7 separate regions of the Mus musculus genome follow, and all the other regions are linked to region 2. A link is a contact called in public promoter capture Hi-C data. All regions are on one chromosome and are shown on one strand. Each heading gives the region's core, a stretch centred on a gene start, on an enhancer-like site or on the middle of the called end of the contact. The rest is flanking DNA. Distances are from core to core; before and after follow the strand shown. Region 1 holds the start of Lage3 (L antigen family, member 3). Region 2 holds the start of Slc6a8 (solute carrier family 6 (neurotransmitter transporter, creatine), member 8). Region 3 holds the start of Gdi1 (guanosine diphosphate (GDP) dissociation inhibitor 1). Region 4 holds the start of Emd (emerin). Region 5 holds the start of Zfp185 (zinc finger protein 185). Region 6 holds the start of Plxna3 (plexin A3). Region 7 holds the start of Slc10a3 (solute carrier family 10 (sodium/bile acid cotransporter family), member 3).

Region 1 (4,008 bases), core at 1,496-3,995, 680 kb before region 2:
ATTGCTTATCTGATCTTGATTTAATTTGGGTAAGTGATACCTATTGAGGAAATTATCCATTGCTTTTAGATTTTTCAATTTGATGAAGTACAGGTTTTTAAAGTATGTCCTCATGATTCTTTGGATTCCCTGGGTGTCTGTTATGCCTCTCTTTTGTTTCTGATTTTGTTAATTTGGGTATTGTCTCTGTGTCTTTTAGTTTGGATAAGGGTTTGTCTATCTTGTTGATTTTCTCAAAGAACCAACTCTTTATTTCATTGATTCTTTTGTTTGTTTGTTTTTGTTTTTTGTTTTTTGAGACAGGGTCTCTCTGTGTAGCCCTGGCTGTCCTGGAACTCACTCTGTAGACCAGGCTGGCCTTGAACTCAGAAATCTGCCTGCCTCTGCCTCCCAAGTGCTGGGATTAAAGGCGTGCGCCACCACACCCAGCTTATTTCATTGATTCTTTGTACTGTTCTCTTTGTTTCTTTTCTTCTTCACCCCTCAATTTTATTATTTCTTGCCACCCACTCCTTTTGAGTGTGCTTGCTTCTTTTTGTTCTAGAGATTTCAGGTATACTATTAATTTGCTAGTATGAGAACTCTCTAATTTCTTTATGAAGGCATTTAGTGCTGTGAAATTTCTTCTTAGCACTGTTTTCATAGTGACCAATAAGTTTGTGTATGTTGTGCCTTCATTTTCATTGAATTCTAGACAGTCTTTAATTTCTGTTTTTATTTCTTCCCTGACCAAGAAGTCATTGAGCCACATTATACAACGATCTTATAAACTACTGCAGAGACTTTGGGAATGAAACCAGGACCTTGAAATGTCATATAAGTGCTATACCTAATGAGTGCTGTCGAACCCACAGCCACCATTCTTATTTTTAGAGTTTTAAAAATAAAAATGTAATTATTCTATTTTTATATGCATAGGTGTTTGTCCTTTATGTGTCTCTGTGCATCAGACATGTTACTGGTGCCCATGGAAGCCAGAAGAGGACATCAGGTCCCCCTTGAACCATTTCTTGTGAGCTGCTAGGTGGGTAGTGAGAATGGAACCCAGGTCCTCTGCAAGAACAGCCAGCACTCTTAAAAGCTGAGCCATCTCTCCAGCTCCAATTTACAGAATTTTAAGCATGCATATGATCTATATAAGAATTTTGAAGCTGGGCAGTGGTGGCCCACACCTTTAATCTCAGCACTTGGGAGGCAGAGGCAGGTGGATTCCTGAGTTCAAGACCAGCCTGGTCTACAGAGTGAGAAACCCTGTCTCAAACAAACAAACAAATCTGACAAAGTGAAAAAGGTGAGTTGGAGGATAGGTAGGATCAAAATACATAGTATACATGTATGAAATTGTCAAGGAATAAGTAAGACATATTTTTAAAAATGAAATTAGGAATGATTTTGTGGAGGATAAGCTGTAGACAGTTGTAAAAGAAAATCTCAGGGCTTTTGAAGGTGTTCAAGGAGAGGAGCTGGAGCTGCTTCAGTAATTAAAACTTGCTGCTCTTGCAAAGGACCTGGATTCAGTTCCCAGCACCCACATGACAGTTTATAACCACCCACAACTCCAGTTACAGGATTCACATAGATACCAGGACCTGCACACAGTAGGTGCACTTATATACAAACAGGGAAAACACTCAAACACATACAATAAAAATAAATACATTTAGCTGGGGTGAGGGTTGTGTTTTAATCCTGGCACTCAGAAGACAAAGGCAGGAAGATCTCTGAGTTTGAGGCCAGCCTGGTCTACAGAACAACTTCCAGGACAGCCAGACCTACATAGAGTCTCTCTCTCCTCTTTCTCCTCTCTGTCCTCTCTGTCCCCCCTCTCTCCTTCCTTTCCCGATCCCTCTACCACCACCCTCAACAGGGCCTCACTATATAGCTGTCCTAGAACTCACTATGAAGACCAGGTTGACTTCAACTTCACAGCCACCTGCTCTGCCTCCAAAGTGTCGGGATTAAAGGCATGTAACCCTGGCTAAGAGAACTTATCTGGAAAAATAAAGAAACCTCTTGCTTGCTGATACTCAAAATCTCATTTCACTTCATTTGTTTGTTGATGGGGTTTTCTGTTTTGTGACTGCTTTTGAGATGATATAAATATGTAAGTCTGGATAGCCTAGAAGTGGTTATGTAGATCAGGCTGACCTCCAACTTAAGCAAAGAACTATTCCCACCTCCTAAATCAGTGGTTCTCAACCTTCCTAATGCTGCAACCCTTTAATATGTTCCTCATGTTATGGTGACCCCAACCATAAAATTATTTTCATTGCTACCTCATAACTGTAATTTTGTTACTGTTATGAGTTGTAATGTAAATATCTGATATGCAGGATATCTGATATGTGACCCCAACTTGGGTCAACCCACAGATTGAGAACCATGGTCCTAAATGCTAAGATTTCTTCAGGCATCACCACACCAGGCCACTTGACAGTTTTTTGGTTTGATAGTGTTTTGGTTTTTGTTGTGGTTTTGTTTTTTAGAAAATATCACCTTAGGTCCCTTTTAGGAAACTGTAGGGACAACTTGGCATGGTGATGCACTTTGGAGGCAGAAGCTGACCAGATCAACCTATAAATCCCTGGAGAGTCCTCCTGCCCACCCCCACCCCCCCCCCCCACCGCTCCTCCCCGCCCCGCCTCCCTCCCCCCCCCCCGCCCCTCGCCCCTCCCCGGCCCCACCACCTTCCCCGTTCGCGCAGGCGCGTGTGGAATGGCAGCCTGTGCGAGGGGCGGAGCTTCCGGAGGATAAGGCGGGTTCTGGGCCGCAGCAATGGCAGAGGCGGCGGGCTGGTAACGCGAAGGTGGGTTGAAAGGAGGAACAGCAGCAGACATGCAGACAGCACACACAGGTTTAAGCCACACTGCAGATGGCGCCGATGGTCAGACTAGCCGCTGTTGTCCTGGTAATGCAGGCACAAAGGCAGTTATTCCCAGTGGAGCTCACCCTGTTGCAAGAGCACTGGAAGCCTCCCGAAATTCCAGCAAAAGCATGGTGCCTTTAACCCAAAGGCCTGGAACCCGACATCACAGATTGTATCCTACCGGACATGGACATATCTGCGGGATGCTTGAAACAGGGAAGCGGGTAGTCTGGAGGAGGGTAAAAAAAGAAAGAAAAGAAAAGAAAAAAAAGCAGGGAGGAGGGAAGCAGAGGGACCCGCTGATTGGGGTATGGCCTGGGCATGAAAAGTTCCTTGACAACAGAGGAGGGGCAGCAGGGTGGAGGGAAATGAGCAGGAATGGCCCAAGCAATGTGGAAGATATAGCCTGGGGAGCTTAGACCAGATGCGATGATTTTAGAGGGGTAAGGAGGCAAAGTTGATTCAAGATGGTGCCTTTCCTGAGTCTCTACCAGCTCCCTCTTCGTGCCTTTCCCGACCTCTTTGGAGGCAGAAATCGCCTGTGGGTCCCTAGTTCCAGATGTCGAACCACATCGAGGACTGGTAGGGAAGGAGCTTAAAGTGAGCGGCTGCATGCTGGAGGTGTAAGTGTTGAAAGAGTCTAGGATGCTGGGTAGGTGTCTGGGCCATCCTCCACCCTAGGCTGCACTTCCTCAGAGACATCATCACACTAGAGTGATTTTTAAGGAAAGGCATGATGCACTGGACCAGTCTAGTCTCTACCTGCAGTACAGTGGATGCCTGACAGATGAAGAAAGGGTAGGAGCCAAGAGAAAGGCAGATGGTCTGATTACTGTGAGTTCCAGGCCAGCCAGATCCACATAGCAATCCCTAAGCCAACCATGGCTACATAGTGAGAGATTTTCTATCTATTTCCAAAAAAAAAAAAATAAATAAAAGGAAAGAAATAAGGGTAGAAACTACCAGTTTGAATTTGATGTTCTTTTCCTCACTCTTAGACGCTGGATCGCGGAAGATTCTCGCCTCCTCCGACTTTCCATCATCAACTTTCTTGACCAGCTTTCCCTAGTGGTGAACACCATACAGCTCTTTGGGCCCCCAGTTTCCTGTTAAGCCTGGCTGGGGACCCATGTCTGACCTTA
Region 2 (3,707 bases), core at 113-2,612:
GTGTGTGTGTACGTATTCCTATGTGTACACGTGGGGGGGTCCACACAATGTGTCACTTGTGTGCCTGACCCATGAGGGCAACTAGGGCTCCTCACCTCCTAGAGCCCCCTCCATTGGGGGGCAGGGCTTCCCTTCCCACCTCAGTGGCCAATCACTCCCAGTTTGGACTGGAAGTCTGAGAGGCAGCCCCTCAGTTCATCTGGAAGCTACCCTTGATTGCCTCTCTTCCACACTGCCAGGCACATGACCGGTGAGGGGGGTGGAGGCCGCTGTGCTGGGTCACAGAACGCTTGGTTGGTGAGGGGGCACCATGGCCTCCACCCGCTTTGGGCGGGCCTCCCTACCCTCTGGACTTTGCCCCACTGCTCTGGTGGGCCTGTGGCAGGCTGGGGTTGGAATTGGTCCCTGATGAAAAGCCAGGATGCTCAGGGGCAAGGCACTCACCTCCGCCGTTCTTGTAGCACAGGTAGGGGAAGCGCCACACGTTACCGAGGCCCACGGCGAAGCCCACGCACGACATGATGAAGTCCATCTGGCGTGTCCAAGTCTCTCGCGGTGGCACTGCAAGGCGGCCGCCAGGCGCCCCCAGGCCCGCAGGGCCATCGCCCTTGGCTGGGGCACCGTCGGGCCCGGACACGATGAGAGGACCCTTCTTCTCGTCACCAGACACGCTATAGATACCGTTTTCAGCGCTCTTTTTCGCCATGGCCCCAGCGGGGCCGTGAGGCCGGGCCGGGGGTCGCGGCGCCTCGAGGGTGGCGGGCGGGCGAGGGGGCTCCGGTGGCACCTGGAGAGAGGGCCCCGAAAGCGCGGGCCCGCCCGGGGGCCTCGGGGGCGGCCGGGCCGGGGGACGGGGCGACGGGTGGGCGGGAGGGGTGCGGGACGGCGGGGGCGGCGCAGTCAGAAGCAGTCCACGAAGCACTTGAAAGTGAGCCTGAAGAATCTCATGTGTGTCGGGGGCCCGGGAGCGCGCGGGCGGCGGTGGAGCCTGGCCGGGCGGCGGCGGCTCCCGAGACTCCTGCCCGCGGCTCGGGCGGCGGTGGCGGCTGCAGCGAGGACTGCTCGCCCTGCCGGAGGCTCACCCTAGCGCGTCGCGGGTGGCATCGGAAGCCCACTGTCTGCAAGCGGCGGCCGGAGCAAGGGGCCTGAGGCCCGCGGCCCCGGCCCAGCCCCAAGTGGCTGTCCTGTTCGCTTGCGGCTCTCCTGGCGCTGGCGGCTCCGGTGGTCCCGGGTACGACTAGCCCCCTCCTTCCCGGCGGCGGCGGCTACAGCCGCTCTCCGGGCCGCGGCGGACTCAAAGACTCGCCTTGGCACTCCAACTGTCCCTCTCTTTCCCGACGCGACCCGCTGCTGCTTAAGAACCAACTCCCGGTGATGTCACTGTCGCCCCACCCCCACGACCCGACCGCTCCCCCCCTCCCCCTCCATCCCGCCCTCCCTGTCACTCCGCCTACCTCCTCCTCTAGAGGAGACGCTGCTCCAGTTGGGAGCAGGATGGCTGCTACCTGGGGCGCTGGCCAGCACTTTCTTTTCGTGGGCCGAACCTCCATTCGTTCCAGGATCACCTGGCTCAGGTCGGGTCAAAGTCCCCTCAGGTTTTTCTGAACCACCAGGAAAACGGAGTCTCTAGTTGACCTCCAGACATCCTTAGTCCTTCTCCCTTCTCTCCACTCTTTCTAGCCTGGAATCTCGTTTCCCGGTGGACCATCCTTCACCAAGGTTGTCCTGCCTGCCTAATGTTTCCTCTTCACTTCCCAATTAGGACCTAGGGAGAGTTGGATATCCAGGTGCAAAGTTTCTTGGTCCCTGCACCAAAGTAAGTGCCCTGTGCGATTGCCTTCTGAAGGACTGTCCCTGCGCTGGCCTGGAGTGTGTGTGTGTGTGTGGGGGGGGGGGGGGAATCGTCCTCCAAGAGTTCTGTGGAACTTTGCCAGAAGTACTGAGCTGTCTCAAGACATTTAGGCCTCCTCAAAGATACAGCCTGGAGGCTGAGGATCATGGTATCAGCTTTGTGTGTGATCAATTTCTGTTTGTCTCCAGAGTGGGCAAAGGGTAGCTTGCTTGGTCGAAGATCAGAGTTACAATTTGTCACCAAGGTACAGAAGGGGACTCCATGATAACTCACCTTTTGTCCACCTTTTGCCTGATGTGGGGGTGGGTAGGGCTTGTGATCTATAGATACTGGGGTAAGAATAGGGTGAGGCTGCCCCCTGGTGCCTGGTAGATGTACAGACCCTCCCTCTAAGCTCAGTAACCTGCCTGCTCAGGGACTTCTAGGCCTCTTCATCAGCAGAGCAGCTTCTTGGGAATTTTCCAAGGCCAACACTAGCCTGGGGTGGACTAGAAAGGTGAGGCGTGCCCATTTCAATCCCAAATTCCTTGATCTGATCAGACACCAAAGTCCCCAGATGGCTCATCCCATCAAGCTAAGCCCGCAGCCATCCGGCAGCTTTAGAAAGAAAAGCAGTTCCAGCCAGAGCCAGATTGAGCCTGATAGGTGAGGGAAGGAGGGGCAGCATCTCCACCCAGGCTATCAGGAAGATCTCTCTCTCTCTCTCTCTCTCTCTCTCTCTCTCTCTCTCTCTCTCTCGTGTGTGTGTGTGTGTGTGTGTATGTGTGTGTGTGTGTGTGTGTGTGTATTTGCTTGCTCATCACAAAACCCTAACTTGAGCCATGTTTGTTCCAGCATGGAACCAAAGTCCTCCTGGAGAAACAAAGGCCATAGAAGAGTTACTCATAGTTACTCATAGCACATATATCCTGGAAGATCTGGAGCCATCCAAGGAACAAGGAGAGGGGTCATTTAAGAGAAGAAAAAAGAGGATCCCAAGGAATGAGCACAAAGGACTCCATTGCAGTATAAAGATCTGCAAAGGAAAAGGAGCTGCTACAACAGTTATCTGGATGAGGTTGGGCAGAGTCCAGTCAATAGCAGGAAAATCAGGCTGTAGAAGTGGGAACTGGATATGGGTTCTATTGGGAATTTAAGATCCTGCTTGTCAGTGCCAGGAGTGGTGGCGCACGCATTTAAGCCCAGCACTCGGGAGGCAGAGGCAGGCAGATTTCTGAGTTTGAGGCCAGCCTGGTCTACAGAGTGAGTTCCAGGACAGCCAAGGCTACACAGAGAAACCCTGTCTTGAAAAAGCAAAAAAGCAAAAAAAAAAAAAAAAAAAGATCCTGCTTGTCCAGGGAGCTGGACTGGGAAACAAAGGACGTAGTAGGCTGAGAAACATGTGGGTGAGCTGATGGCACTTTGAGGAGATGGTCACTGCTGTGTGTGGGGAGGTTTGGAGTTCAAGAAGTCAAGACTGAGTGTAAGAGTGAGGGCATCCCTCCATCCTGGGCCTGTGATGAGCATCTGGGTGAAGAGGCCTGCGCCAACCCCAGGTACAGGAACATAAGGAAGTAGTATCATCTCCACGTAGGCACGAAGAGGTACTTTAAGGTATCAGTCACCCACACTTAGGCACCTGGGACTGCCACTGCTTTTCTGGGCTCAGAAGGTAGCCAGGGTGGAGGCAACTGGGAAACAGAAATCAAAGGTCATTAAGGATAACCAATGTGACCTTGAGGATTCCTGGGCCTTTACATCTCAGGGGCATAAGTTTGACAGGTCTCAAGACCTGATTCCATGGGATCCCACTTACCTCTTGTCTGGTAATGATACCACCTTCCAGCTCTCCCCCCCCTCCTCCCCAGTCTGTGGG
Region 3 (3,873 bases), core at 1,098-3,597, 630 kb before region 2:
TCTAGGACTACACAGAGCTAAGATTAGTTTCAGGCAAAGATGAGCCTTTTGCCTAACTGTCCTGAAAATAGTCTGTCTCATCCAGCCCCATTATTCTCTGGTTAAGGAGACTCATACTCACTAGAAGCCAAGGCCTCAGTCTCGGTGGATGGCACTTTGTAGATCTTGCCCCCCTTATATACAAAGCTGCCCTCTACCACCTTGAAGTCCAGATATCGAGTCACTTCTGTATATAGTAGCATCTTTACCAGCTGACCTGTGTCCAGAGGAAATAAGGGACATTGTTGTGTTTTCCTTCAAAAACTCTCAGTAGTCTGACTGACCATATTCTTGAGATTGACCAATCTCTCCCCACTCCGTCTTCCCACTCACCACCCCCAAAACCATATACAGCATCTTTTTAATCTCTCTCACCATTGGCCATGAGGAATTTGGGGATCAAGTCAACATTCCAGTCTCGGCCCCGGCCCATTGATTCAGGGGGCCCTTCCAGTATCTGAAAGCGCTTATATAGCTGTAAGCAGGACAGGAAAGAAAGAAAAATGTCAAGGACCTGTCGCCCTTTCCCACTCTCCTGCCCAGTACCTGAGAATTACTTCGCCCCCTTATACCTATGTGGAAGACTAACAAGGATCTGGGTCTAAGCCCAGGTCTAAGAATAAGAAATCTTACCTCCTCCAGGGGTGTGATGGAAGAGCTCTCACCCCCATAGTAGGGGTTTCGGTCCATGTGCAGCACCTTCTTTCCATTCACAGACATGATGCCAGACAGGATGCATTCCTGGGGAAGGAGTGACATTTGCAGCTATACCCCATAACCCTCCAACTTGCTTCATGCCCACCACCAATTTTATAATGCAGCTCTTTTCAGTGCCTAAAACTGGGGAGGAGAAGATGGCTTCATATGATGTTTCCTTTACAACCCTGCTGAGTAAACTACTGGAGCATTAAAGGAGGTTTGGGGGGCAGAGCTTTCAGCTTCCAAGTCTTCCAGCATCAACAAGCCAAGAGAAGTATCTACTTCTCTGAGCCCACAAAAAGACAATGAGTCTACAAGAAGAACCAATTCAAAGGACCTTTGAAAGAGAAGGCCAAGTCCTTGAAATCCCAGGCCCCACCCTGCTCCTCCTTCAAAGGGCAGGAGCCCCTGACTCTCTTCTGGCCCTATCCACTGGTCTAGACTCAGGGTTCAAACTAAAAAGATTTAGGCCGGGGGTGGGGGTTGGGGGGGGCGGGGGCAGGGAAGAGACAAACACCCTCACCAGTCAGTCACTAACCCAAGGACAAAGGCTGAGGATATATATTCAGTCTGAGATCTCCATGGGAAACCAAGTTGGGGCAGAGGTAAAGTGGTCACTACCCCCCCCCCACACCCCCCACACACACACTCCTGCTGTCTCTGGAACATTCCATGGGTTTCCTATCCCATCCCAAAAAGCAGAAAAGCATGATGAGGGCCCACCCTTGTAATGTCCCCATACCCATCTTCATATTCCATCCCCTAGTTTGATCACAAGATGGTAAGGGATGCTAATCAAGGCCTTGGAGCAGGTGATGAGTTCAGGCAAAGGGTGGGGGCTGGGTGCAATGGTTCCACTGTGTGTGTGGGGGGGTGAGTTTTCCACCTCGGTGATAGAGATAGGGAAGAATAGGGGTCTGAGGTTAAGTACTAGAGTGCAGGAACACAGGACAAAGTGGGGCCCTCTACAGAGAATTGGGAACTGGAATCGACATCCTAGGGTGAGGTAGTGGGTTGGGCATGGGGTTGGTTTTCCCAGGGCTGGAGCTAGGATGATGGGAGGATGGATCGGATACCGGACTCTGCATCAATGCGGGATGGAGTGGGGTGGGGAGGGATGGCGTGGGGTGGGGAGGGATGGCATGATGCAGGGCTATGAGAGCCTGAAGTGGCACTTACGGTAAGACCTGTCCCCAGCACAATCACATCGTATTCCTCATCCATGATCAGGCCTTGGTACCAGCGTCCGCTCTGCTCCTCCTCCTTCACCACAGCAGCCGCTACCACTACCTCTACTATTGCTACTGCTGCTACTGCCGCTGCTGCTGCTGCCCCTGCCGCTGCTTCTGTCACTGCCGCCGCACTGAACCAAAGATGGCGTCTGTCGGTTGTCTCCTGATCCCTACGCAGCGTTAATGAGTCCCTCTCTCTCTCCGCTGGCCCCGCCCCGCCCAACCAGTCATCATTTCCTTGCTTGTTTTCTGGGAGGGCTTCTGTCACCTGGGTCCCAGCACCAGAATGACTGCAGGGGTTATCGGGGCTCTTCGTGAGCCCAGAAAAATACGGGGCGGGGCAGGCCGGCAGCAGGTGCTGAGTCCTCCGAAAGATCCTTGCGCGGGAGCCGCGCGCGCCCCGCCCCGCCCCGCGCGCTCCCGTACCGCCCCCTGGGAGAAACACAAGGTATGGAAGCCCTGCTGTGTGTTGTTGCACAGTAGCGGAGCTACCATTGTCAGGATTCCTCCCAAGGCCAGGAAAAGTAACAAGCCTCTACTCTAAGTAGGTTTGTTAAGAGTATCAGCTTACTGAAGACCCTCCCACCCTTCCTCTCTCACCTCTTGCATGACTGGACTACATCTGAGCACTTCTTCCCTTCAGTCAAGAAAAAAAAATCTACTGTTCAGTGCAGAAATGAGTGACACGAAGCCCAACACAAGGCAACACGTCTTTATTTTATTAGGAAGGAAACAACAGAGCAACCCCCCACACACACCTCCGGCCTCTTGACAGGCAGTCTTTATGGGAATAATCCAGAAACCCAGTGAGCACACTTTGTTCACCAATCCTCGTGATGGTTTCTTCCTTCCCAGGCCACAGAAATAAACCCCAGTGTACCACTCACTCTTAACACATCACCCCTCCCCCCCAAAAAACATAACAGCTAAGCTGGACAGACAGTCAAGTAGTCTTTCCACACCTCGCAAATTCAAGGAACCTCAAGTTCATGGCTGTTGCTGGAAGCTCCATAAAGCTTGGGGAGTGAGCATTTACTACACAAAAGCACTATAAACAGCAAGGAATAATAGCAGAGGGGCAAGAATAAATAAGGAGAGAGGGTAAAGGGGAGACCCTAGAATTAAGGTCCCTTCCCCTCTTGATGATGAAGCCTGGAAGATTTATCTAATATCTATGAAGAATACACTTTGTTGGTAGAGATGGGGGATAGCCACAGGGGAGTCCCTCTCCGGGTTAAAGAGGAAGCAAGAGAGACTGAGGGTGGCGTATGTAGGGTTCATGCTATAGTAGGAAGAGGACAAACCTTTCCATCCACTGTGTCACAAAACAGAAACATGACAACCTAGACACCAATACTCCCTCAATTCCTCTCAGGTGTATGTCACACAATCTGGGTCAAAGTGATGGTGGGGCCCTTGTGGTCATCAAAGCGATCCATGGTCTTTAGGCTGAGTATCATGTGCAGACCATAGGTGAATATGAAAAGCATGAAGAGGGTGGTGAGCAGACCCATCCAGATGCCCGGAGAGAAGAAACCAGCACAGTCGCTAGCATAGGAGAACTGTTCACCAGTCACATTGAAGGCCTGGATCTAGGAGACACATTGACATGGATCAGATGGTTCCACAAGGTTCCACACACAGTAAGAGCTGGGATTCTGGAATCAATGAATAATCTATACCTTCAGAGACTGCACAAGGCTGGAACTCTCAGCTACATGCTCAAACCATACTGAGATTCTCTGGGCCCTTCTTCCCTCCCCTTACTGCCACCAGCTTGGGGCCCATCACCCTTTCAATACCTGGAAGTTATGAAGAGTCATCTGCCAGACTGAGGGCACGTTGGTCACAAGGAGATTGCCTTTCTTGCTCACACTGCTGACGTACTCACAGTGGAAAGAAT
Region 4 (3,924 bases), core at 76-2,575, 580 kb before region 2:
CAACATAGAATTTTTAACCCGACAGCTGTATGCTGACCCTAACCAGATTTGAAAGCCTAAGATCCACTCTCTGCACCTATCCAAACCTAGAATTCCCTAAGGCTGCACCCCAGGTATACCTACCAGCCAACTCACCTGGTGATGGAAGGTATCAGCATCTACAAGTGAGGTCCCCGGCTGGCGGAAGCTCTTGGACATGCCCACAGACTCAGGCTCCCCGTATGTCTTGGTGGTCAAATAACTCTCCTCATAGTAGTCATCATTATAGTCTTGGGGAGGAAAACAGTGGTAGAGGAAAAAGTGGTGCCCCTTAACTGGCCTCCTCTTCTCCCTCCCCAGCCTGTGTGTGCTGTGTCAGTTTCTCCCCTCTGAAGCCACTGAGAACTGGTACAAGGAGGTGAGGGAGGTCTGGGGTTTCCCTGTGCCCAAATCCCGGAAGCATGGGATAAAAACATCAGTGCCCACCCTATACCTGCCTTACCCTTGCTCTGGTAAAGTAAGGCGTCTTCTTTTTTGGGCAGATCATACATGTCTGAGTCCACGGCGGCTGAATCCAAGTCTGCATGTGAAGGAGGAGGGACAGGACCATTCGATCTCCAGCCTTCCCCCTACTCCCTCAATAGCTTCGGCCACACCCTCCCTCCCTAAGACGTGTGCCCCAAGCTGCTCTTTGGGGCTCTGCAGTTAAGGGCTCACCTGAGAACTGATAGGAGAATGAAGAAGATGACGAGTTGGGGGGTAAGAGTCTCCTTCTCTGGGTCTCGTACTCGAAGATTTTCTTTTCGTAGAGCTTGCGAGTGGAACCTGCCCAGACACAGGGTGCGAAGCGGTCAGAGGGCGTGAGCCGAGCACCCCAAGAGCACAAGGGAACACGGGGAGGGGACTTGAGGGGAGGGAGAGGTGGGGAGAACGCTCAGGGAGGAGCGCGGGAAAGCAGTGGACCAAGAGAGGTTCTGAGCGCCACCGGGTGCAGCATACCCACAATAGGCCCATGAGGGATGTTGTACTGGCGTAGCACTGCGGCCAGCTCAGTATCGGACAAAACCGCATAGTCGTCCATGGCAGACAAGGCCGGCACCTGGAAGCGGTGTTGAACGCCAGGGGCGGCCGGGGCCTACAGACAGGGCCCAAGAAACCAACCGCTCGGAGCCTAGAAGAAGAAGCGCCAGAGCCTCAAGAGCGGCTGTGGGCGCGTCACGCCGCCGTCACATTTGCGTCACAGCCGCGGCTACGCAGGTTGCGCGCGCTCCTCAGGGCAGGCCCAAACTAGCCAGAACGGCCGGTGCAGACCGGTCTAGCTGAGGGAACAGGCTGGGCTGGCAAACAGAAACGTAACGCTTGTGAGAGATTGGCTCGAACAGGGAGAAGGCGGAGCTTTCAGAACTCGTGCGGCAGCGGTTGAGACTTCCTTTGAGAGCTAGGCCGCCGAGGGGCGGAGCTGGCTGACCTCACTAGAGGATGCTTTAGAGCGCAACTTACTAGGGATGAGGCAAGTGATTTGACCAAAACCGGCTTGTGAGATTTCCCAACCTGTGAGATCTCACATACTTTTGTTACTGGCTTCATTCCTGATTTTATTCCCCCGGTGTTCCAGTGCCTAGGATTCTCAGCCACAGTGTGATCCACAGCAGTGTAAAGCAATCCTGAGAGCGAACCCTTCCAGAGCGCCTAACGCTGCTGAGAGCTCTTTGTATGCTGTCAGACAGGGCTCTCATCACCTAACATAGACACCCACAGAGCCCTGGCACTCCCTACCCATCTCCTTTGGTCTTCCCAGTCTCCATGACCCTGGCCTGCACACCTGCACAGGCCCATTCCCACCGTCGTCTTCTCTAATGCCTAGTTCCATTCGCGAGGAAATGGGGCCAGCACTGGGCCAAGTGGCCACCAGCACTACAGGATCAAGCAGCTTTCCAAAGGTCCAGGGTATGCCAATGCACACAATCAGAGGGCGCCTGCCTGCCTGCCTGCCTGCCTGCCCTGTGATGCATGTAGATCTGTACACCTTGTACCTGCCATACTCACTGTTCTACCTTGGGCCCTGAGGAATTCTGGGGGGAGAGGTCTTCTCTGGCTGAGTAGAATAGTCTCTAAGCTTGGTGTGACCTTAGAGACCTAGACAAGTGTACAAAGCCTAGAGCACTATTTCTCAACCTCCTTAATGCTGCAATCCTTTAATACAGTTCCTCATGTTGTGGTGACTCCCCACCCATAAAATTATTGTGTTGTACTTCATAAATGTAATTTCAATATTGCTATAAATTAAAATATAAATATTTGTTATGCAGGATATCTGATATGTGAGATCCAAAGGGATAGCGACCCCAGAGGTTCTGAACTGCTGGCCTAGAGGCAAACCATGGGAATTGATGGAGGCTTACTAAGGATCTGGATCAGAGAAAGGTTGCCTTGAAGAGTGACCATGACCATTATATTCTACACAAAGTCATGTGGATCTAGGTAGGCTGCCCTTTATTGGAGAGATCTAGAAGAAGGGGTACGCGTAGAAAAAGTGTGTAGGATGCCTGATCTCTTAAATCAGTGCTTCTCAACCTTCCTAATGCTGTTGTGGTGATTCCCAATCACAAAATATTTTTGTTGCTACTTTATAATGGTAATTTTTGCTACTTTATGAGTCATAATGTAAATATTTTTGGAGACAAGGTTTGCCAGAGGGGTTGTAACCCACAGGTTGTCTTAAGTGATAGTGATAGTGAGTACTTTGCTCAGTTCTAGGTTGACCTGATGACACTTTAGTGAAGTTCACAGGCCACTTCTCTATGGAAGTTTAAAGTAGGCAATGGTGAGGAGGTGGACCCCAGTTTTGACCACATACAAAGTGCTTAATGAAGAAGAGTTGCCATTGCATACACTAGCAAGCATTTGCTGAAAGTAACCTGATATAGCTGTCTCTTGTGAGACTAGGCCGGGGCCTAACAAACACATAAGTGGATGCTCACAGTCAGCTATTGGATGGATCACAGGGCTCCCAATGGAGGAGCTAGAGAAAGTATCCAAGGAGCTAAAGGGATCTGCAACCCTATAGGTGGAACAACATTATGAACTAACCAGTACCCCGGAGCTCTTGACTCTAGCTGCATATGTATCAAAAGATGGCCTAGTCGGCCATCACTGCAAAGAGAGGCCCATTGGACACGCAAACTTTATATGCCCCAGTACAGGGGAACGCCAGGGCCAAAAGGTGGGAATGGGTGGTTAGGGGAGTGGGGGGAGGGTATGGGGTACTTTTGGGATAGCATTGGAAATGTAATTGAGGAAAATATGTAATAAAAAAAATTTTAAAAAAGAAGAGTTGCTGTTGGATGGGTTTAAGAGTCAGTGCCCTCTCTGTCTCTGGAAATGGAGCTTCGTGAATCTTTGAAAAAGATACAGTATTAAAGAAAGACAGGAGAACGTTCTTGGGCAGTGTGAGAGAGAGAGAGACAGAGACAGAAACAGAGACAGAGAGACAGAGAGACAGAGGAGAGAGAGAGAGAGAGAGAGAGAGAGAGAGAGAGAGAGAGAGAGAGGCACAGAGAAACAGAGACATTCTGCCCATTAAGCGGCTGCTTCATGAATTTTTTTTTTTTGGCTAAATGAGATTTTCCAGCATCCCCCTCCCCCTGTGCTGGCCCCTCTCCCAGAGGCCTCTGCATACAGAATGAATGCTCAGTACTCCCCTCCCCCCATACAGAATCAAGTTGCTTCCTTATGAGGTCAAAGAATTTTTGGTTTGCCTTCTCCCTAAGGAACACCCTCTGCACCTGCCTCAGCACTCTGCCTCCTAATCCTCCTCCTATAAGATCCTATCACAGATGTTACCAGGATGCTGTACTGTGGTCTTCTTGAACAGACTGTCTGATGACCTAGACCTTACATCTAGCCCCATTGCAGTGTAGCTCCTGTCTCTATCATTCAGCAGAA
Region 5 (3,645 bases), core at 220-2,719, 690 kb after region 2:
CTGTGTACTTAGCTTTGACCTAGGCACCTTCTATCAGTTCTGCTCCACTGAGTGCACAGCCTCGGTCAGCACTGATAATTGATGGGATGGTTCTGTTCCTTCCAATCTTGTAGTGAGTGGGCTGAAGGCGATGGACAGCACATTCTCGAAAGGCCTCCAGTAAGTTGTACCTGTACCCTGGAGATCTGTTGGCACCCACCCAAACTGGCACTGTTTGTGCAGAAGAGCCAGTTGAGGCCATGGGAAAATAAGAACTTCATAAGCTTCCTACTGCAGCTCTCCAGTTCAGAGCCCCTCACCATTATTCAGGTTTATCAGCCTGTGGAAACCTGCTTCCTGCCCATGACTAGAAATCCAAAGAACCATGAGAGCAAGACAAGACCAAGAGCAGGTGTCACCACCTACCTTAATGTCAAGAGTCAGTACCAATGGCTTGTGGAGAACACAACTCCCAACATACTTTATAGACTCCACAGCCTTGGAGGGGAAGGTGGGCCTGATAGGCTTCTCCTTTTACTCAGTGGAGCTGCCAGGTGCCACAGTACAGAAGGAAGTGGCATGGCCGACAGGAGGATCTGCGTTTCCAACCTTTCTCAGAGGCCAAGCTATCACTAAGCAGTTGCAAAGAGGATGAGGCTATTGGCTCTCCCCTGCTCCCACACAAACAATCCAGTTACAGAGACTGTGCACAGCAGATCCCGCTGATAACACCACAGTGACACTTGATTCGGCGCCTTCTGTCTGAGTATGAGCAGCTCCCTTCCCAGCCCTGAGGTCGCCCAGTGACCAGTACATGTCTATCACAAACCACCATTAAGTCCCTTTGCTCTGGGCTCCAGGCCAGTGAGGGGATTATTGAGTAAGCTTGCCTCTGTACCTCAGTTTCCTCATCTATAAAATGGGCACATTTTACTAAGGATGTGGAATTCTGTGATGCTTGCAACACACCAATTCTAGGCTCACCCTGCCCCATCCCCGCTGGCAGTCTACTAACAATCGGTCTCATCCACAAATGAGTAGGTCAGAGGGACTAGACCAGCCAGAGAGCCACCTGCTTTTGTTGGACACTCTGAGGAACGTTGCCTGTCTCTTCACTCGCGGTGAAAAGCAGAAACCGAGGGCACTGCCTCCCTGACGGGATTCCGAAGAGGGATGCTTGGAGCGAGTATGAATTATTGGTAGGGAAACTGAGGCCCTGGCTTGTGTCCAGGAGGACACGAACTGGGTGCTCCTTGTAGCCTCCCGGTGGTCGAGCCACTTCTTTAGGACGGCGACTCAACAACCCTACCTGGTACAGGTGCCCGGCTTGTGTGACGGGCAGAGGGTCGGACAGGCGTGGTGCGCGGGCTCCCTCGGGTGGGCAGCACTGAACCCAGCCGGGCCGCGTCAGCGGGCGCGGGAAGCGGTACGCAGTGGGAAGCGCGCGGGGCAACGAAGAGGCACGGACTGGGCTCCGCCCGCCCGAGAACAAACAGGTTTTCTCCGGCTGCTGGGAGCCTCGCCCCTCGCCCCTCCCCTCGGCCGGCCCCCTTCCTCTGCCCTCTCCTGGGGTAGGTAGATGCGCCTGGCACATTCCGCACATTCTCCAGCCGGTGTCCTCGGTCCTCCCACCCCTTCCCTGCTCCGCCCAATGGAGCTGCTGGAGAAATCAAGGCTGGGGCTCCCCTCACCCAGCTCAGAGCGAGCTCCAAAAAGTTTTGCCGCTATGGAAAACTTCCAGGCTAATTCCTCTGGGCTCCCAGCCCTGGGGCCAGGAGGACTCCACCACATGAAGGGCCCTCGCTGACTAGTGGCGTCCCTGCCTGCGCCCGGCGAGATCTGGCCAGGCTCTGGGCCAACGACTTCCACAGATGCTGGCGGGTCAGTTCTGTCGAGAACTACTGTGCCTAGATCCATTTTACAGATGGAGATCCCAGACAGGGGCGGGGAAAGGACCAGGCTTGGGGGCAGGGGGGTGCGGACTGATGGCTGAGATCATGCAGGAAGTCAGGCATAGGAGAAAAAAGTGAGCAAGAAACTTCTGTCTGGCGCCTGGGAAAACTTGTACCCTGGAAGGTCATTTTTGGAGCCGGCAGGTAGGCAAAACAGGACTACCTCTCAGGGCATGTCGGAAGACACACACATTCGGTTTAATAAATGACATTCATTCACAGTTTTTGGATATGTAATGTGTGAAAGGCACGAAGTGTGAGAATGTAGTAGGGGTGTCGAACATCCAACAAAGGCTCCTAACCCTCACTGTGAGGTCAGAGAAGTCCTTTCAATAGAGGAGAGAGTTAAGCCAGTGTGCACAAAAAATGATCAAAATGATAGACTACAAAAGAAAGAAAAAGAAAAGATAAAAGGAAGGAAGGAAGGAAGAAAGAAAGAAAGAAAGAAGGAAAGAAAGAAAGAAAAAAAGGAAGGAAGGAAGGAAGGAAGAAGAAAGGAAAGGAAAGAAAAGAAAAAAAAGGAAAAAAGAAAGATTAAAGTCCTGTTGCCAATTTTACAGCAGTGGCCCTCAAATCTACTCACTGTCGTGTTTTCCTGTGACTTATCGCCCTTCCCATTTCAGCCATCACACAGTATGCATGCAGCTTCACTGGGTATATGACCAGATGCTAGCTGCTTAGAGCGCTTTCCTACAGCTTCTGGTTGTTGTTGGAATGAAAGCAGATGCTTTTAGAAGGCCTAATGTTTGACTGTGTTCAACCTCTGTCTGTAAGACCAGCCACCCCAGCACTCCACTGTAATCTCCCCGGCTTCCCCATGTCTTCTGACTACTTCTGTGCCCTCATACCTCAGACCTTTGTTCCTGCACTCATACTCTCTGCAGTACCCTTCCTATATCCCTTGCCACTGAACTCACCCAATCTTTAGATGTCATCCTCTCCTGCCTGCCACCTAGTCAAGTTGACCACTTCCTTCTGTGCACTCACTCTCCCATTCCCTCGGATGACAGTGTATAACCCTTTATTCTCAGTGGTGAGCTCTGGGATGTTGGCGCCCTGTCTGATTATCTCTGGATCACAGAGACCAGCCCAGAGGATCTGGGACATTTGCAGAAGGAAGAGATAGAACAACTCTGAAAGGAGGGTTCTTTTCTCTGTGGGTTTATCAGACAGAAAGGAAGTGCCTTGTGTGTTCTGGGGGAGTGGTTAATCTTTGTCTCCTGCCAACAGGTGTTTTTCTCCTTCCAATTCTGTTAGCCCCAGACCAGTGGCCAGCATCTAATGCTTCTTCTTCCCCGACAAAAGCTACTGATGGCCTTCCATTTGGCTTGACATCCTAGCTCCCAAACATACTAACTGGATGGATCATAAGACTCTTTTGGACCTAGCCCCAAAAGAGGCAGAATGTAAAACACAAAGTGATACACCATGGGTGGGAGGGAGTAGGTGGTAGCAGTTGTCTCCCAAGGCCCTCCAGAAAAGAGAAAGCTCTGTTGCAGAGCCTTGAATCAGGTGGGCCAGCTGTACAGCATGAGCAAGAGTGGTATCCAATAATGTAGCTGGCCATTAAGAGCTACACCAGACCTCAAGCTCTTTTCTTGTCCAAAGTGACTCAGGCTCTGCCCAAGACAGATGGGAGCTCTAGCCAAAGAGACTAGCCTTGGACTCCTCCCTCCTAGCTAGGCTGCCAGGCCCTGCAGCGGATCTTGCCTGC
Region 6 (3,943 bases), core at 1,419-3,918, 660 kb before region 2:
TGTGACAGTGAAGGGTCATAAATTCCTCTCTCAAACCAAAGTTTTCCTAAGAAGCAGGGCCAGGACTGAGAGAAAGGAGTGAATAAGACCTGGGCTCATAAGAACCAGGGGAAAGAAGACAAAAGCAACAAGCTCACCCACCAGACTGAACATATCTCCACTGTCCTCATCGTCGATGAGCTTACGGGAACTCAAGGTGGGAAAGTACTCAGACTTGCCATCAACAGCGGTGCCCACAAACAACTTGCTAGGCCCCTGGACCTGTTCAACAATGACGCCAGCCATGGAATCAGGCTCCTGGGCCCCTGACAGATAGTGCTCCTTGCGATGGTGGGGCTCACCCAACTTGAAGAGGTCATCCAGACGCAGGAACTGGCAGATGCCCTGCCAGATGCTGCCACAAGCTACCAAACGACGGGCTGCATAGTCTATGAGGAGCAGCTTGTTCACATTGTCCACAGGCACCAGGCGGTGGGAGCACACACGCATGCTAGGAGGTGGGTAGCAGCGAGCATTGTCCTCAATGGGCCCTGTGACATGGGCCCGTAGCTCAGTTAGGTTTGGAGCCAGCTTGAAAACTCGATTCACGGCACCTACAAACACCTCCCCAGTCACTCGGTGCACAGCCAGGTGAGTCAGAGTGGTATCTGTTACCACAAAGGTACGAAATGGCCTGCTGCTACCCAGGCACCCTCCTATGGTGAAGAATAGCAATGGGAGAAGGCAGACAGTGGGCATGACCAGCAGCTGTAACGAGGGACAGGCCTGAGGAGAGACAGCAAGTGCAAATCAGCCCCAGGCCCAAGCTACTCTCCCTCCTTCTGCCCTGTCTGACCCAGTGAACCTGGCAGGCCAGGTTCAGTGCTATCGAGGGGCAGGCAACTCATCCAACATGATAAAGCCCCAGATGGTGACTGAGGCTGAAAGAGGGGAGGGGCCTCTAATAGGGCAAATGAATGAGTGACAAGCACAGGCAAGCTTGCAGGCCATCAATCATCTCCCACTCCTGTACTGGAAAGAAGCCAAGAGGCCTTGTCTCAACTGGGCCACACCCAAGGGGGCATCAGAGTCAGCTGCTAGAAAAGATGGAATGGAAGGTTCTCCCAGAACTGGGACCCTAACATTACACACTAGGAAATGCAGGGAGAGAACAAACACAAGTTGGGGTCAGGGGTGCTTCTCTGTTAGTGGCACTGCTAGCAGGAGTCCTAGAGCAAAGCTCTGGAGAATTAAGGCCTGAGACTGGTTTCAGTGCCACTACATCTCCAACTCATGGCCTCAGGTGCTTTCTCCCTTTGAGGGCCTTGGCTGCTTATCCAGGAGTCTGCTGTCTGGCCTTTCCACTGCAACACAAAGCCAAGACTCTCGCTGAGACAGACATCAGTCAAGCTTTGCTCAGACACAGGCAGACAAATGCTCTGCCAGGCCTGTGTGGCTCTCCCTGAAGAGCCAAAGGTTAGTCAGAGAGGGATATTGGCAGAAGGGTATAACCCACTTTTGAGAGTCCCAGAAGTATTATATGTAGAAACCAGCATCCTCAAATACAGTTGAAGCCTTAAGGCTATGGAGTACTACCCCTTCCCCTAAACAAATAGGGCCAATGCTGGCATTCACCCCCCGGGCCACACCCAGCCAGCCCCAGGCTGCAAAGACAGCAGAGCAGTGTCTCTGTAACTAATGGGGCAGAGCTCAGTGCTACCCTCTCAGTGCCCAATTCCCAAGAGACACAGGAGGGACTCAGAATGGGGTGGGGGGTGGGGGCCACAGCAAAGAGAAAGAAAAGCCAGCATTTGCTAGAACATGGAGCAATTCCAGCTTGAAAGTGCCAAGTTTCAGCTCAGAGTGATCAGCGCTCTGGGGCTCTTTTGTCGGGTCTGCATCCCAGACCCCTCATGCAACAACCAGAGAAGAAAGGAAAGCAAAAGAGAAAAGCGACTGCACCCTACCTTCACCTCTTCTACACTCTACAGAAAAGCCAAATTTTAGGAACTGGCCGGGACAGGTTGGAAAGGAGACCTGGAAAGTGGTAATTGGCAGCCCAAGACCCCACCCCAGCCCCCACCTCTAAGTGGCAACCTCAAGCATCACAGTCGCACCCAGCCCCTCTGCTACAGTCCTGCCAGCAAAGAGCGCGATGATGAGGAAAGCTCCATATAAATATGCAGGTCCACAGCCCGCTCTTCCACAATGCTCCCCTCTATGCCATGAACCCAACCAGTCCTGCCCCCAATGGGGGCACCCTGAGCAGACCCGCAGATACCTTAGTCAATACAGAGGCTACAGCAATGCTCAGAGATGCTGCTCCTCCTCTACAAAAGGGTTCTATCAACCAATAGGACTATGATCGAGTTGGCTGTCTCTTCCCGCTCAGGGTACGGAGTGCTTGGCAAGCCTGGTCTGGAGAGGTAGGGAGGGACAGGGCCTGACCCCAGAAACCATCTGGACCCCCAGGCTGTCTGAAACCTCTGCCATCCAGCAGACTATTGGCGCACAGGCTTTAAGGATGGCGACCACCTACCTGTCCCTCCACCGCGACTGACTCGGGGTGGCCACCCGTGGCCACGTGGACGTGCCCCCCCGCCCCGTGCCCAACAGCCGCCCCCCTCGCTTGGCCCCGCAGCCTCGCCTCGCACGCTGCAAAATCTGCAACCGCCGCCGCCCACACACTGGGCTGGCCTGCGGCCGCCTGGGCCTTTTAAACCCGGACCGTACCACCACACCGGGAGGGGGCTCCCAGAGAGGGCGGGCCGGGGCCCTAAGAAGCAGAGCGCATGGCGGTTGGGGGAGGCCGCTAGGCCCTGGGGCCCAGGACTCTAGTGCAAGAAGCAAGCCTCTCATGGGTCTCTGGGGATCCCTTCCTGAGAACAGCCCCCTTTGCTCAATGGCTGAGTCCTAGGCGCGGGCCTCTCCACACCCCCAGCTCCCCGCCTGCTGCCTTCAGCAACCCTGGAATCTGTGCGCGGCCGCGCCACACCCCCTTGGGCCTGGAGTGCGCGCCTCCAGGAGCCCGTGGCCACCTGCTACTGTTGCAAGATATTGCTTTGGCCGGTCCAACAAAACCGCACAAACAAAGATTGCCCCCTAACTCAGGGCTCTTTCTCCAATGATCCATAAACTGGTGGGCTAATACCCGCCACGAAGCTTGGAGTACTGCAACTTATAGCCATTTTCACCTAGTTCTTTCCTCAGCAAGTCACCATGACTCTGAATCTGCTGAATCTGGGATTTAATTCCATTGCTTTCTCTTTTTTTTCTTGAATTTATTTTCCCTTTAGTACAGAGTGGTCTCGAACTGACTACCCTTCTGCTTCATCCTCCCAATACTGGGATCATTATGGGTCTATGCCATCACAGCTGCATTTTTTCCATGTTGTGTTGAGATAGTGCCTCCTACTGTACCCCAGGCTGGCCTTGAACTTACAGTGATCCTCCAGCTTCACCTTCCCATGTTCTGGAATACAAGTATTTTCCACTGCTACAGTTATTCTTTGTGTGTGCATGCGCACGCACCCAAGAAGACCATCTGAGAGCATTAGACACCATAGAGCTGCAGTACAGTAGCAGGTGCTCTTAACCATTGAGCCATCTTTCTAGCCTCTTTTTTTTTCCGTTGTAAACCGCTTTATTGAGATATAATTCAGTTTTCATATAAGTCCTGTATTTAATGTATACAGACAATTCAGTGGCGTTTTAATATAATCCTAAAGATGTGCAACCATTTCTGCCATCTAATTCTTGAACATTTTCATCACTTCTAAAAGAAACTCTGTAGGAGTTAGCTATCAGTCTCAATTCCCCTCATATATATATATACCCAAGCTCTGGGAAACGCTCTGTCCTTACTGACTGTGGGGTTGCCTCTTAAGGATATCTCAAATAAATGGAACTATACAATATAAATATATTTTTATGTCGACTCATTCTTTTAATATTTTCAGGTTTT
Region 7 (4,086 bases), core at 571-3,070, 700 kb before region 2:
TTCTCTCTTCTCTCTTCTCTCTTCTCTCTCTCTCTCTCTCTCTCTCTCTCTCTCTCTCTCTTTGGTTTTTCGAGACAGGGTTTCTCTGTGTAACCCTGGCTGTCCTGGAACTCACTCTGTAGACCAGGCTGGCCTCAAACTCAGAAATCCGCCTGCCTCTGCCTCCCAAGTGCTGGGATTAAAGGCGTGCACCACCACGCCCAGCTAAACTGGCCTTAAATAGCCAATCCTCCTGCCAGGTGATGGTGCACCATGTTAATCTCAGCACTCAGAAGCAAATCAGGCAGATCTCTGAGTTCGAGGCCAGCCTAGTCAGCAGAGTGAGTTCCAGGACAACCAGGGCTACTTAGAGAAACCCTGTCTCAGGGAGAAAAAAAAAATCCAATTCTCCTGTCTCAGCCTTTGAAGTGCTAGCATAGCTGAGAAAAGGTTCATTTTAAAGCAATACTCATTTATTCTAGTTTCCCCAGTAACTTTGGGAACAACGACCCTTTTTTAAAAATTGTGTATGAGCCTGGCAGTGGTGGCACGCACCTTTAATCCTAGCACTTGGGAGGCAGAGGCAGGTGGATTTCTGAGTTCGAGCCTGGTCTACAGAGTGAGTTCTGCGACAGCCAGGACTACACAGAGAAACCCTGTCTCAAAAAAACCAAACCAAAAAAAAATGTGTATTTATAGTTTGTGTATGAGTACTCATGTAGGTCAGAGGACAACTTCTAGGAGTCAGTTCTTTCCCTCCATTGAACATGTAGTGTTGAGAGGCCTCAAGTGCTTTTATCAACTGAGCCATCGCAGAAGCCTCATTATAGATTTTTAAAGACAGAATTTCTCTGTGTGGCCCTGGACAGCTGGCCTGGAACTCTCTCAGTAGACCTACCTAGTCTTGACCTCAGCAATTTGCCTGCTTCTGTCTCCAAGGCTCATTAAAAAGAAAGAAAGAGCCCGGCGTGGTGGCACACGCCTTTAATCCCAGCACTCAGGAGGCAGAGGCAGGCAGATTTCTGAGTTCGAGGCCAGCCTGGTCTACAAAGTGAGTTCCAGGACAGCCAGGGCTACACAGAGAAACCCTGTCTCGAAAAAAAAAAAAAGGAAAAGGAAGAAAGAAAGAGATCAAAACAATAAGATAAACAAGTTTATTTTGTACACCTCAAAAAAGAGAAGCAAGCTGGCCAGTGGTGGTCCATGCCTTTAATCCCAGCACTTGAGAGGCAGAGGCAGGTGGATTTCTGAATTCGAGGCCACCCTGGTCTACTGAGTGAGTTCCAGGACAGCCAGGGATATTCAGAGAAAAACTGTCTCGGAAAAAAAGGAAAAAGAAAAAGAAAGGGGGGGGGGGAGAGAGAAGCAGATACGGCAATAACAGAACTACCTGGATACAAGTCACCTTTTAAAAAATGACATGCATATGTTTGGCTGTATGTTTGTATGTGCACCATATGCATCCAGTATGGGCAGAGGCAAGAAGAGGGTATCAAAGCTCCTGAACTGTAGTTACAGGCGGCTGCAAGCTGCTAAGTAGATAATGTGAAGTTGAACCAGAGTCCTGAAAAGGTAGTAAACACTCACTGAGCCATCACTTCAATCACCACATGACCTTTAATTTAGTATCAGTTTAATGTCCTCTGACATCATCTTCCCATCACCCACTTTTATCTGAGGAGGTAACCACACAAGAATGTACTTATTGCCCCACATGCCAATACCAGTGACTTAGGCAGTCAGGTCTCACGTGGTAGGGCCAGCTCGTCGCTTCCAGAAACGTCACATCCGTTGGGAACCTGACACAAGCCCGCCAGGGGCGAGTGCTTTTGTGAGAGGGCGGAGTCCTAGCACGCGGATGGAACCTTGGTGGGGCGGAGCCTGTGGGGGCGGGACGAGGCCCGGGCAGGACGGGCCTCACTTGCCGGCGTTTGCCGGCCCGGGCCACTACTTGTGAGGAGCTCTGTGGCCGCGGAAGCAAGTGAGAGATTTCGACCAGGTAGGTGAGGATGGGAGGTGACTTGTGGCTCCGTCCGCAGTCCGTGGTCACCAGCTCTGGCCAGACCCAGCGAAAGGTCTTGCGGGTGCGGTTGTGACGTGGAGGCTCTTCAGAACCCAAGACTGCCCGTGGGGGTTGTAAGCCCTTCCTAACTTCTCTAGCCACCTGACAGACCCTGAACTGTCAGGTGCGGAGGAGACCTGGTCATCATTGCCAGTTATTCTTCAGCCCCTATACTTTGCTGCTGTGAAAAAACAAAAACAAAAAACAAAAAAAAACTTCCGGATGGTATTGCTTCCTCACTCAGCCTTGGAGTGTGTTTACTCTAACTCTTTCAGCTCCACTATCAGCAGAAGTGTAGGATAGGGACCAAATCCCTCTTGCAGTGATCTACTATGGTCCACTAGTCCTGCTGGTAGGATGGGGTTATGGGTGGATGGTCCTTAGTCTTTCCCTTAACTGGCTCACACTACTCTGATGCCTACATCTTTTCTCTCTACTTGACTAGTTACCTTACTCTGGTTTTCCTGCCTCCCTCTTCATCAGCGAGATTCAAGGCTGGACCAGGGCCCCCAGGGTAAGTGACCCATACTCAAAATCAGCATAATGTAAAACCTGCTATATCCACTGCCATCAAGTTGCCCCAGTTCTAGCAGATGATAATACAAAGGTGTTGACTATCCAGTTGAGAAAGGGAAGGAGGCAGACCTCTCCTTTCGCCCCATGTTACTCTACCCTTAGAAATACTGAGGTTCACTGTAAGTTTAAAACTCTGGTAGGTCGTGCACACCTTTATCCCAGCACTTGGGGGGCAGGTGGATCTGAGTTCCAGCCTGGTCTTCATGGTGAATTCCAGGTTAGCTAAGACTACACAGTGAAGACCTGTCTCACCAGCAGCAGCAGCAACAACAACAGGACTGAATGTGGTAGCCTACACCTTTAATTACAGCACATAAGACATAGAGGCAGGAAGATCTCTGAGAATTTAAGGCCAGCCTAGTTTACATGTGAATTGCAGGCCAACAGGACTACACACACAAGACCCTGTCTCAAACAAAAAGACTCTGATAGGGTAATACATTGAGAAGACTCTAAGCAGAGACTCTCAGATGTAGCAACAGATATAAGAGCTCAAATTCTGAGACCAGGGAGCTCTGACAAGAGAAGTTTGCTTGCTCATGGCCAGGCGTGGTGGCGCACGCCTTTAATCCCAGCACTCAGGAGGCAGAGGCAGGCGGATTTCTGAGTTCGAGGCCAGCCTGGTCTACAAAGTGAGTTCCAGGACAGCCAGGGCTATACAGAGAAACCCTGTCTCAAAACAAAAACAAAAAGACAAGGTTGCTCAGTGGATACCTATTGTATCCTCACTGTATTCCTACTGAAGTCCCACTATAGCTTCCCTGAGAAGCAGGGGTGTGTGTCTCACAGGACTTCCATCTCATAACTATAGGGCAAATGAAACAAGACATGTAGCCACAGCTTGTCAGTAGCAGCCTTTGGTTCTGGAACTCACTTACTGCACATATCACTTTGTTAAAACTTTGTAGCTGGCAAATGGCACTTAGACACCCTTATTCTATTCTTTAAAGACCTGGATCTGGCCCAATCAGCACCCTTTGTTCTCATCTGGCCAGTCTTTTTGTCTCTCCCCCCCCCCCCCCAGGAAGCCATTTATTTGATTTGCTTTGTTTGGAAATGAACTATCAAGTCTCCCAGGCTGCCCTGGAACTGGCTATATAACTGAAGGATAATCTTAGTCACCTGATTCTCTTGGCTCCACCTCCCAAATACTGGGATGACAGGAGTGAGCCACCATATTTACCCCCTCCAGGTAGCAATTTAGTTCATTCCCATGGTGGTATCTTTGCATCTTGAAATGAGAGTGGGATGGCCTAGTGGTGACAGGATTAGAGATCACTCTCCTAAAACCCTCAGTATTAGAACTTCTCTATGAGGTTACCATAGTAAGAAAGTCCATGTAATTTGGCAGCCTGAGTGGGGATTCCCCTCTTGAGGGCTGAGAAGCTTGAGGCAGCTGTGCTGAAAGAGGAGATGGCTGAATGACATTCAAGGGCCAGCATTATTTCAAAACTAGAGGTAAAGGTCTG

Evidence for each region. Promoter capture Hi-C pulls out the DNA fragments that hold promoters and counts their contacts.
Region 1: a promoter capture Hi-C map of pre-B cells shows a contact between it and region 2, with 6 times the contacts expected there. The contact joins the promoter of Lage3 here to the promoter of Slc6a8 in region 2. A contact is called at or near these places in 4 of 39 promoter capture datasets (cranial neural crest, hippocampal neurons, liver and 1 more), 1 of 115 datasets of contacts at active chromatin or transcription factors (large pre-B cells) and 1 of 9 other capture datasets (pancreatic islet).
Region 3: a contact with region 2 is called in a promoter capture Hi-C map of embryonic stem cells. The contact joins the promoter of Gdi1 here to the promoter of Slc6a8 in region 2. A contact is called at or near these places in 6 of 39 promoter capture datasets (cranial neural crest, embryonic stem cells, hippocampal neurons and 3 more) and 1 of 115 datasets of contacts at active chromatin or transcription factors (craniofacial prominence).
Region 4: a contact with region 2 is called in a promoter capture Hi-C map of second pharyngeal arch cranial neural crest. The contact joins the promoter of Emd here to the promoter of Slc6a8 in region 2. A contact is called at or near these places in 7 of 39 promoter capture datasets (cranial neural crest, frontonasal cranial neural crest, hippocampal neurons and 4 more) and 4 of 115 datasets of contacts at active chromatin or transcription factors (embryonic hindbrain, large pre-B cells, memory CD8 T cells and 1 more).
Region 5: a contact with region 2 is called in a promoter capture Hi-C map of pre-B cells. The contact joins the promoter of Zfp185 here to the promoter of Slc6a8 in region 2. A contact is called at or near these places in 10 of 39 promoter capture datasets (3T3-L1-derived adipocytes, the HPC-7 cell line, HPC-7-derived erythroid cells and 7 more), 1 of 115 datasets of contacts at active chromatin or transcription factors (extraembryonic endoderm stem cells) and 4 of 9 other capture datasets (adipose tissue, embryonic stem cells, liver and 1 more).
Region 6: a promoter capture Hi-C map of hippocampal neurons shows a contact between it and region 2, with 4 times the contacts expected there. The contact joins the promoter of Plxna3 here to the promoter of Slc6a8 in region 2. A contact is called at or near these places in 4 of 39 promoter capture datasets (cranial neural crest, hippocampal neurons, liver and 1 more).
Region 7: a promoter capture Hi-C map of liver shows a contact between it and region 2, with 2.5 times the contacts expected there. The contact joins the promoter of Slc10a3 here to the promoter of Slc6a8 in region 2. A contact is called at or near these places in 6 of 39 promoter capture datasets (the 3T3-L1 cell line, the C10 cell line, cranial neural crest and 3 more) and 1 of 115 datasets of contacts at active chromatin or transcription factors (large pre-B cells).

What each region holds. Positions count from the first base shown.
Region 1 is chrX:74,352,355-74,356,362 of GRCm38.p6, reverse strand. Lage3 (L antigen family, member 3) reads left to right here and starts at 2,745. Exons shown (of 3, transcript NM_025410.2): 1 at 2,745-3,038; 2 at 3,361-3,489; 3 at 3,865-4,008. The coding sequence starts at 2,836. The coding sequence ends at 3,979.
Region 2 is chrX:73,670,788-73,674,494 of GRCm38.p6, reverse strand. Slc6a8 (solute carrier family 6 (neurotransmitter transporter, creatine), member 8) reads right to left here and starts at 1,362. Exons shown (of 13, transcript NM_001142809.1): 1 at 445-1,362. The coding sequence starts at 706. It overlaps Gm32261 (predicted gene, 32261), which reads left to right and starts at 193. Exons shown (of 3, transcript NR_166888.1): 1 at 193-466; 2 at 1,681-1,816; 3 at 2,687-3,707.
Region 3 is chrX:74,303,486-74,307,358 of GRCm38.p6, reverse strand. Gdi1 (guanosine diphosphate (GDP) dissociation inhibitor 1) reads right to left here and starts at 2,347. Exons shown (of 11, transcript NM_010273.4): 1 at 1,918-2,347; 2 at 673-780; 3 at 415-514; 4 at 122-256. The coding sequence starts at 1,962. It overlaps Atp6ap1 (ATPase, H+ transporting, lysosomal accessory protein 1), which reads right to left. Exons shown (of 10, transcript NM_018794.4): 9 at 3,773-3,873; 10 at 2,638-3,562. The coding sequence ends at 3,353.
Region 4 is chrX:74,252,088-74,256,011 of GRCm38.p6, reverse strand. Emd (emerin) reads right to left here and starts at 1,325. Exons shown (of 6, transcript NM_007927.3): 1 at 979-1,325; 2 at 697-804; 3 at 482-559; 4 at 136-269. The coding sequence starts at 1,060.
Region 5 is chrX:72,985,163-72,988,807 of GRCm38.p6, reverse strand. It overlaps Zfp185 (zinc finger protein 185), which reads right to left and starts at 1,469. Exons shown (of 19, transcript NM_009549.3): 1 at 1,289-1,469.
Region 6 is chrX:74,327,791-74,331,733 of GRCm38.p6, reverse strand. Plxna3 (plexin A3) reads right to left here and starts at 2,668. Exons shown (of 33, transcript NM_008883.2): 1 at 2,519-2,668; 2 at 142-765. The coding sequence starts at 738. It overlaps Gm39520 (a long non-coding RNA gene), which reads left to right and starts at 3,444. Exons shown (of 4, transcript XR_878127.3): 1 at 3,444-3,564; 2 at 3,939-3,943.
Region 7 is chrX:74,371,083-74,375,168 of GRCm38.p6, reverse strand. Slc10a3 (solute carrier family 10 (sodium/bile acid cotransporter family), member 3) reads left to right here and starts at 1,820. Exons shown (of 3, transcript NM_145406.2): 1 at 1,820-1,978; 2 at 2,487-2,555. It overlaps Gm44504 (predicted readthrough transcript (NMD candidate), 44504), which reads left to right and starts at 1,820. Exons shown (of 6, transcript NR_103489.1): 1 at 1,820-1,978; 2 at 2,487-2,555.